Regions from separate parts of the Zea mays genome. Here all the other regions are linked to region 3. The links are chromatin contacts, called in public Hi-C maps. All regions are on one chromosome and are shown on one strand. The core of a region is the stretch at or near the end of the contact, and the rest is flanking DNA. Distances in the headings are between cores, read along the strand shown.

Region 1 (3,366 bases), core at 307-2,806, 140 kb after region 3:
GGTGAAGCGAAGCTAGAATTGGTGAAGTGGAGCTATCCCAAAGACCCCTTTAAGAATGCAATCAACTATACATGTGTAAAAATTAGGGTTGAACCAATCTAACTTTTTGTACTTTCCTTTAAATCAGGGTCCTTCTTTGGTACCAGTCCCCAACAAACAAACTAGTTAGTGTCTTATATGTCATCTAACAAAAAAATAACAGGCCTGCCCCCTCCCCTGCTAATATAAGGCTATATTTAGCGGTCTCCATACCCCACCCCCTATTCCACTCCATGTTTTAAACGCCACTATGTAAACCGTGTAGTCTACAGTGTAAAACAGTGTTTTGTACGATTATGTGCATGCTCTGCTGATCTAAGGATGACAAATTTTTTGTAAGGGGCAGGTCCCCGCGGAGACCCGACCCAAAGGGGCGGTGGTGAGTCTAAAATTTCATCCGCGGGAATAGCAGGGTGGAGACCCAAAACTCAAGGGACAGGGGCGAAAATTTTCCGTGGAGGTCTAATGGGGACCCGAATTAGGAGTCATGCCATCCCTGTGACCCCATATAAAGATGCAAATTCCTCACTCGCTAACCCTTATTTCCTTCACTCAGTTATCACTCGCTCACGTGGCAATCCTGGTTTATATGTGTATATTGTAATATTTGTATTCAATAATTGATCGTGCACGGGTTCTCGTGGGTATCGGGCTCCCAACAGGGATAGGGATGAAATCCTCTCTATTACGGGATTGTTGAGTTGGGAGTGGAGTGAAGGAAATTGAATTCCACTCAATTCTTTTCGATTTTGTGCAACCGAACAAAGGCTAAGTGCTTCGGAGCTGAGATGGGAAATAAGTTTCGAGGATGAGAGCCGGGATGGGGACAGAGACGGAGACGACGAGCACTTCCCCAGCCCCAACGCACCCCGTCGCCATCTCTAGGCTAATAGTTATCCCGTACATGAGAATTGAGATCCAACAAGACCAGCGATGCATGTACCTGTAGTTTAGGTCAACTTGCGTTGCCGAAAGCATAAAAAGGGGCATTTTCAGGCGACATTCAAGTCGTGGTCCAATTGAAAAACCCACAGAAGATGAAATTTCCAGGTGGGAGTCCCAACTAACCTTCGTCAAGGTCCATGACTCCATGCGTCCACATTGTTGCTTTGGAGTCACGACATTATATCGTCCAGAACTCCAGATGCACTATTGACAGATGTGACGAATTTCTAGTGTGCCACTTGTTGTCAGAGTACAATTAGATTTCCGATCAATCACGACACCGTGAGCGATCACGCCGTTGTATATTAATTGGAAGATGAATCAAGGCAGGTCGAGGAGGAAGGCAATGAAACGCAACCGCCGTGTATTCATACCTGCAGTCCTTGCAGTCTTGCGCACGCCGTTGAATATTGCATGATGAGTCATGGCAGGTCGCTCTCATGGCGACCCTTTCTTGCGGTTCTCGATTTCTTCCAGCCTCAGTGTGTAATAAATAAAATTAGATTTCCTGGCTATCACAAGAGTAGGTTTCCTGGCTTGACTTGGCGCTAGATCAATGGAGCATTTCATTTGTTAGTGTCCCTGTGAGTGACGTGGAAACTGTGCATCGCCATGTCTGCTAGTAGTAAGCGTTTTCTGCCGGTAGTGGTGGTTGCGGCAATGGTTGCCGCCGCCAGTGGCGCCGTGGAGTTCGCCTACAACGGCTTCGGCGGCGCGGGCTTGTCGCTCGACGGTACGGCCACCGTCACGCCGGCCGGTCTGCTCCAGCTCACCAACGACACCAACATGTCCAAGGGCCACGCGTTCCACCCGGATCCAGTCAAGTTCCACCGGCCGATGCTGTCGTCCTTCTCCACGACGTTCGTGTTCGCCATCGTGTCGGAGTTCCTCGACCTGAGCACCAGCGGGTTCGCGTTCCTGGTGGCGCCGACCACGGACCTGTCCACGGCGATGCCGCAGCAGTACCTGGGCATGTTCAACGGCACCGACAACGGCGACGCCCGCAACCACGTCTTCGCCGTCGAGTTGGACACCGTGCGGAACCCGGAGTTCGCCGACATCAACAACAACCACGTCGGCGTCGACGTCAACAGCCTCAACTCCACCGTGGCCGCCCCGGCGGGGTACTTTGACGACGGCGGCGGCGGCGCGTTCCATAACCTGAGCCTCATAAGCAGGGAACCCATGCAGGTCTGGGTGGACTACGACGCTGCCACGACGGAGGTCACCGTGGCCATGGCCCCGGCGCGCCAGCCCAGGCCCCGGAGACCGCTCATCTCGACCAGGAACATCAACCTCTCCACGGTCATCACGGACACAGCGTACGTCGGCTTCTCGTCCGCGTCCAGCATCGTGCTGGTGAAGCACTACGTGCTCGGATGGAGCTTCGCGCTCGACGGCGCCGCTCCGGCTCTCGACTACGACAAGCTGCCGAAGCTGCCTCGCATCGGCCCAAAGCCCCGGTCCAAGGCGCTGACTGTCGCGCTGCCGATAGCCACCACGGTATCCGTCCTCGCGGCGGTCGCCCTCGGGTTCGTGCTCCTCCGACGGCGGCGCAGGTACGCCGAGCTGCGCGAAGATTGGGAGGTGGAGTTCGGGCCACACCGGTTCGCGTACAAGGACCTGTACGACGGCACCGGCGGCTTCAGGGACAAGAGGCTGCTCGGAGCAGGCGGGTTTGGCAGGGTGTACAAAGGCGTGCTCCCGGGTTCCGGGACCTATGTCGCCGTGAAGAAGGTGTCGCACGAATCAAGGCAAGGGATGAAGGAGTTCGTCGCCGAGGTCGCCAGCATTGGCCGTCTCCGGCACCGCAACCTCGTGCCGCTGCTCGGCTACTGCCGGCGCGAAGGGGAGCTCTTGCTGGTGTACGACTACATGCTAAACGGCAGCCTGGACAAGCACCTCCACTGCCATGGCGACAAGCCCGTCCTGGCTTGGGCTCAGAGGGTGCACATCGTCAGAGGTGTCGCGGCCGGGCTACTCTACATGCACGAGGACTGGGAGAAGGTGGTTATACACCGAGACATCAAAGCAAGCAACGTGCTCGTCGACGGCGAGATGAACGGGCGGCTGGGTGACTTTGGCCTCGCGAGACTGTACGACCACGGCACAGACCCGCAGACCACGCATGTGGTCGGCACCATGGGGTACCTGGCCCCGGAGCTGGTGCGCACTGGCAAGGCAACCACTCTCTCCGACGTGTTCGCCTTCGGTTCGTTCTTGCTGGAGGTTGCCTGCGGGCGGAGGCCCATCGAGGAAGAGGAAGATGACTCCGCCGCCACCGTTGGGGTTGGAATTGGAGACCGATTCGTGCTCGTGGACTGGGTGCTCGGGCACTGGCGCAAGGGCTCCATAGCCGGCGCGGTGGACGCTAGGCTTGGC
Region 2 (3,084 bases), core at 523-3,022, 140 kb before region 3:
ACAAGAGTGATTACAAGTCAGCGTGAACAGTACGGTGTTACTGTTCATCTATTTATAGGCACAAGACGCAGCCTAGATGAAATTACATTCATGTCCTTGACATTCACTATTGACTATAAGGCAAGCTGTTGAGGACTAAGCAGTCTTTTCCCCCTTAAGTCGGTTTCTCGTTTCACCATCGTTAACGTGCTGAGCCGAAGCTCCTTGAGCCACATCTTCGGAGCTAGCTTGTCCTTCATTCATACTGCACCTTCATACCACGTACACCTTCATCTCAAAGTCGAAGCCTCATGTAACAGCCTGTGTTATACTGAAAAACAAGTTAGTTAAGTTTTTGAGGACCTTCGGAAGAGGAAGGCCCCCAACATACTTGTTCATCTATAACCACTCCATTGCTGAAGTGAAGTATCGGGAAATTGATCTAAGGAAGTTCAGAAAATATTTATCAGGCAATCAATCCCGTTAATCACATCTTAGAAGTTAGAACAGAATATACAGATCAACAACTACCAATAGAAAGGGAAAAATGATGCGTGAATAATAAAAACACAAAACCTTACAATAAAATATATGTACTACGTAATTTCAATTGGCTAAACTAAACACAAAGGTGTTGTAGTCGTTGTCATTCATCTTGATTACTGTACACTATCCAAGACTGAGGAGCTGTTTTAATGCACAAGAGCTAATAGTTAGCTGCTAAAATTAGCTGTATACATCCAAACAATCTAGCTAATAGTTGAACTATTAGCTAACAGTTGTCCCAGCCAGGGCCACATAGACACCTAAAACGTGATATGTGTAAACGATTTAAGTTGTCTGGATGTGCACAACTCTATATCCTATACATTCAGATAATTATGTAATCAAATCCAGCACAACGGAACAATTATATAGGGCCAAGAACCGTTTTATACACTCAAAACATCTAGGAATAACAAAAAGAAAAAGAAGATCTCACTGATTTCATTAAAGTCCTATCTACATGATCCAAAAGTTGCATAACTAAATATAATAATATTGGCCCAAATACTATATAATTCAAAGTACATGGGCAACAGGAAGACAAAGGAACTGGCAAACCAACAGAGAGGGCAAATCAACAAAGAGGCGCCGGGTTGTGGATGAGGGAGGAGAGCTCGACCCACAAGGACTTTGACCTGAGACACTAAGGTAGCGTTTGGTTGAAGAGCCAAGTAGAACGGAACCGTTCTGTCCCAGTTTTGTTGTTGTTTGGTTACAAAGTAACTAGAACGGAATGACTCCAATTAGGGAATATTCTCCTCAGATCCGGAACCATTCTGCTCCAAAAAATCAATGGGACGGAGCCGCTCCGTTCCAATCCCGCTCTCACAGTCACGCTCCGTTCCGCTCACTCTGCAACCAAACAAAAAACAGAACCGCTCCGTTCCAGATTACCAAACACAAAACAGAGCGGCTCCGTTCCTAGAATCAGGAATGGAACGACTCCGTTCTACTTGACTCCTCAACCAAACACTACCTAAAACTGGTAGGGGCAGTTCAGTCATTTAGGGCTAGAAAAAATAAGAAGATAAAAGAAAAGAGAGTAAAAATACAATTAATTCTATTTTAGAGAAGATATTAGTTTATAAGTATAGAAATTAGATTTGAGGAGATTAGAAGAGAGTAGCCAATTTAAATGAGTGTTAAAATAGCAAAAAAAAAAAAAAATTATCGCCCCATGCGCCCGGCCAATTTTCTAGTATATGGATAGGGTTTAGACTTCACAGTTCTCCTGCCTACCCCGTCCCTCCCCAAGCGCGCCGTCTAGGGTTTCACAGCCGTGCCCCGATCCATTCGAGCGCCCCGCACCGCCGCCATGGAGTTTGACGAATACGAGTACTTGGAGAAGGCGGTAGAGCCCGCTCCCCCACAGGCCAATGGTTCCGGCTCCGGCTCCGGCGAGAAGGACCGCGGCTCGCGCCGCCGCGAGGGCGGCGAGGACCGCATATCGAAGCGCTCTCGCTCGGGGGAGGACCGCGACCGGGACAGGCACCGCAGCGGCCGGGAGCACCGTGACCGGGACAAGGATGACGTGAAGGAGGAGAGGAGCCGCGAAAGCCGCGGGAAGGACAGGGACAGGGAAGGGAGAGAACGGGAGAAGGAGAGGGGTGACAGGCACCGGCTGAGAGAGAGGGAAGTGGAACGGGAGCGGAGGAGCCGGAGCCGCTCGGAGCGGCGCCGTGCCGAGGAAGAGGAGATGGTTAGGGAGCTGGAGCGGGAGCGCGAGCGCAGCGAGCGACATCACTATCGCGACCGTGATGTCAGGTACGAATTCGTGAGCTGTCTTGCATAATGCTAATGTGACAGGTCTTGTGCATTTCAATTCAATGGCCTTGTTACGAGCCACGTTGGATTGTCGATTAGTAAAGGGTCTGATGTGATTCATACAGGCTAAGTTTCTCCAAACCCTTTGCAGGGTTAGTTACAAAAACCAACATTTTTTCATCCTGAGCTTGTAAGCAGCTGTACAAACTTTTAAGTCTTGAAGAGAGTAGAGCTGTTGTTTGGATTTGCTTGATTGAGTGAGCATGATTCTCTGTTGCCGTAGAAATTTTGTAGCTGTGTGTTGTAATGTGCAACTTATGTAGTAGCTTTAGGACTTTATTTTCGCACATACATGTCAAACATAGTGAGTTTGCATTAGTACCAATCACCATTGTCTGTAGGCCTGCTAACATATGACTGTAGTTTCATGTTATATTATCATCTAGGATTGATAAGTTTGAATATTGAATATTAATATGGGAACTCGCAGATATGATACGATAGAGCCGTCTTCAGATGGTATCTGCAATTGGGCCTGACTCAAGATATCAGGTCACCATTCTTTTTTATCATCTTTGTGGTGTAGTTGCAAGTTAACAACATGGATTGGGCTGGCACAGTTGGGGTGCTTGGACACATTTGGTTATCTGTGCTTACCAGGGATAATAAACGATGATATAATAATAGTCACAAGTCTATTTTTACTGCTTCATGCATTGCTTATGCTGCTTCGCTAAACATGTTTTCTTTTCTTGTTGTGAAGGCGTAGGAAAGATGACGGGGCAGAGCCAGAAG
Region 3 (3,074 bases), core at 111-2,610:
AGCTTGCAGATTATCAAATGGACTTGAATTGATCAAGGGGAGTGTTATAAAATATTGTATCTGTGATCAATCCAAGGGGTACGATAGATAATTTTCAAGGGACATCCACTTGAGAACGCACCCCTTCACCTGTATATTCCCTGCAATAAAACACACAACCGTCATTTTCACTATTCCTCTCTGTTCTCTCGAATCTCGTTACCGCTGCGCTCCAACAGATTTGAGTTCGGAGCCAGCAGAGAATAAGCCATTCAATTGCTGGGCCTGCCGGACCCACTCATATTATGTGATGTCACGTGGAACCGTGCTCGCAGCATAAACACCGTACCAACGCACGCCTGCTCACGAATGGGGAATTACGAGAAACAACCCGACAATGACATGGACTCAAAGCGGCCGCAGCAGGAGCCTGTATGTGAGGCGTCAGCCCGTGACAGCCGGGAAGGCCCGTCCCGTCCGTGGGCTGCCGCGCGGGGATTCCGCCCTGCAGGGCGGCGAGCGCCAACCATCGTTTGAAAAAAAAATCCGCCGGGCCGCGCCTCCCGTACGAAGCCAGCGCAGCGCAGGTGGGGCACACGTGGGCGCCGTACCGCCGGTGGCCTCCCGCCACCACCCCCCATGCGCGCGGCCTGGGCGCCTGGCGTCCCCCGCCCCCGGTCACCACTCACAACTCGGGCTCGCCCAGACAAACCGAAACCGGCGGGCGATGACGTCATCCGGACGTGGCTTCCCGGGGCGCGGCCGTTCCGGGAAGCAAGCGAGCGGCCATGGCCATAGCCGCATGAGTGACCAAACGTGTGCGCTACGGCGTCGTTGGCACCGCACAGGCACATCCCACAGGTAGAGGCGTCATCATATTCATAGCCTTCCGTCTCTGCGCTCGGTGGCAACTGTCAGTCTCTCTTTTGTAGTTTTGTTGGTTTCTTCATTAGTGAACACCTTTTTCTTTTACAAAAAAAAAATAGTTATGGGCGTTACCGTGTCACATACAGACCAAAAAATCGGTAATGCTAGTGCTGTACTCAGTTATTACTCAAAATCCATGCCATTAAAAAGGACTTCAACTCCAAGCGGAACACTTCTACTCCCGTTGTTAAACGGCACTACCAACGAAACAACGAGGAAGAAGGCCGGGAGAGGAAATCCTTTGGCGGCGCGCGCACGCGCGGCAGACACGTCCACATCCACTGCAGCGACGAGCCAGCCGGTCCGCGGTCAGCAGCTTGGCAGCAGCCCCACTCTGGCTCCCCCCTCCGCCATCACTGCGCTTGTGCGCGCGCACCCACCCCCGCGGCCCGCTCATCACCCGCCCGGTCCCGCCGCCTATTTAACGCCGCCCCCACCGGGGCACTCGGCCCTCTCCGTCTCAGAACGCCCCAGCCTTCCACCTCGAACTCCGCGGCGCCCAGCGCCCTCGGTAACCGCCCCCCGCCCCGCCACAGAGACAGGTCGACGAGACAGACAAAGGCCGGCCGCCATGGGAGAGGACAAGAAGGCGGGCAACAAGGACGCCGCCGGCGGCGACAAGAAGAAGGACGCCGGCGCCGGGGCCGCGCCGCAGCCCATCGTGCTGAAGGTCGACTTGCACTGCGCCGGCTGCGCCAACAAGGTCCGCAAGGCCATCAAGCACGCCCCAGGTGCGTACGCGCTCTTCCCCCAGATTACCGGCGGTTACGCGTGTACTTCTCTTGCGGTGGGGCTTGTTCCTTGTTTCTCACCGTCCGTTCGGTTGCTCTGTGGCCGCACGCACGTGCAGGTGTGGAGTCGGTGACGCCGGACATGGCGGCGGGTAAGGTGGTCGTGACCGGTCCGGCGGACGCGGTGGAGCTCAAGGAGCGCATCGAGGCCAGGGCGAAGAAGCCCGTGCAGATCGTCTCCGCCGGCGCCGGCCCACCCAAGAAGGAGAAGGACAAGGAGAAGGAGAAGGATAAGAAAGCGGACGGCGGCGAGAAGAAGGCGGACAAAGAGAAGGGCGGCGGCGGCGGCGGAGAGAAGAAGGCCGACAAGGAAAAGGGCGGCGGAGAGAAGAAGGCCGACAAGGAGAAGGGCGGCGGCGAGAAGAAGGCCGACAAGGAGAAGGGTGCCGACAAGCCCAAGGAGGAGAAGAAGAAGCCCAAGGAGGTCATTTACTAGCCGATTATTCAAGTCCGGCGACCCTCGTCTCGTCACCGTCTGCCGCCTTGCTCAGCAACTGAACGACGGTCTTTTTTTTTTCTTTCAGGAGACTGTGACGCTGAAGATCCGGCTGCACTGTGACGGCTGCATCGAGCGCATCAAGCGCCGCATCTCCAAGATCAAAGGTGAGGTTTTCCTAGGCATCCGTCGCAGTTTTATTCGCATCCCACGAGAATCGTCAAAAGGCTTTGAGAGCCTTTTCCGTGGAGATCTAAAAATTGGACCTGACAATTTTGTGCGTCCATTCCATTCCATTCCAGGCGTGAAGGACGTGGCGTTCGACGCCGCCAAGGACCTGGTGAAGGTGACCGGCACCATGGACGGCGCCGCTCTGCCGGCGTACCTCAGGGAGAAGCTCAGCCGGGACGTGGAAGTGGTGGCGCCCGGCAAGAAGGACGGCGGCGGCGGCGGTGACAAGAAGGACAAGGGCGCAGGAGACGGGGGAGATAAGAAGAAGGACGGTGGCGGCGGCGGCGGCGGCGGGGCCGAGGAGAAGAAGGACAAGGCCGGGGCCGCGGCCGCCTCCGCGTCGGTGGCGCCGCCGCCCCTGGCCGACGCCGGCATGTACCAGGTGCCGCCGCACTACGGGTACGCGCCGTACCACCAGCCGGCTCCAGGCGGCTACTACGGTGCCGCCCCACCGCCCAACCACCACGCCGGCTTCTACCCCAACGGCGGCGGCGTCCATTACCCGCCCGCGCCAGCCTACGCGTACGGCCCCACCCACCTCCACGCGCCCCAGATGTTCAGCGACGAGAACCCCAACGCCTGCTCCGTCATGTGAACTCGCTCGCTTCGCCGGTTTGCCGCCGCCGCCGCGCCTTGGCACCCCCTTCCTCCGTGTGAGACCAAGAACCATGGGCTTGTCCTGGATTAGCGGTGTCTTTAGTTAAAATTAT

Evidence for each region. Hi-C and Micro-C count contacts between places; a contact is called where the count stands out from the background.
Region 1: a contact with region 3 is called in a Hi-C map of bundle sheath, with 2.5 times the contacts expected there. The contact joins the promoter of LOC100383079 here to the promoter of LOC100192886 in region 3. A contact is called at or near these places in 3 of 25 Hi-C or Micro-C datasets (bundle sheath, ear and leaf).
Region 2: a contact with region 3 is called in a Hi-C map of bundle sheath, with 2.7 times the contacts expected there. The contact joins the promoter of LOC100274411 here to the promoter of LOC100192886 in region 3. A contact is called at or near these places in 6 of 25 Hi-C or Micro-C datasets (bundle sheath, ear, endosperm and 2 more).

Annotation. Positions count from the first base shown.
Region 1 is chr1:242,985,338-242,988,703 of Zm-B73-REFERENCE-NAM-5.0, reverse strand. LOC100383079 reads left to right here and starts at 1,556. Exons shown (of 1, transcript NM_001175750.1): 1 at 1,556-3,366. The coding sequence starts at 1,597.
Region 2 is chr1:243,273,181-243,276,264 of Zm-B73-REFERENCE-NAM-5.0, reverse strand. LOC100274411 reads left to right here and starts at 1,772. Exons shown (of 14, transcript NM_001148770.1): 1 at 1,772-2,289; 2 at 2,780-2,841; 3 at 3,053-3,084.
Region 3 is chr1:243,128,726-243,131,799 of Zm-B73-REFERENCE-NAM-5.0, reverse strand. It overlaps LOC100192886, which reads left to right and starts at 1,360. Exons shown (of 4, transcript NM_001157523.2): 1 at 1,360-1,637; 2 at 1,757-2,121; 3 at 2,222-2,300; 4 at 2,436-3,074. The coding sequence starts at 1,478. The coding sequence ends at 2,959.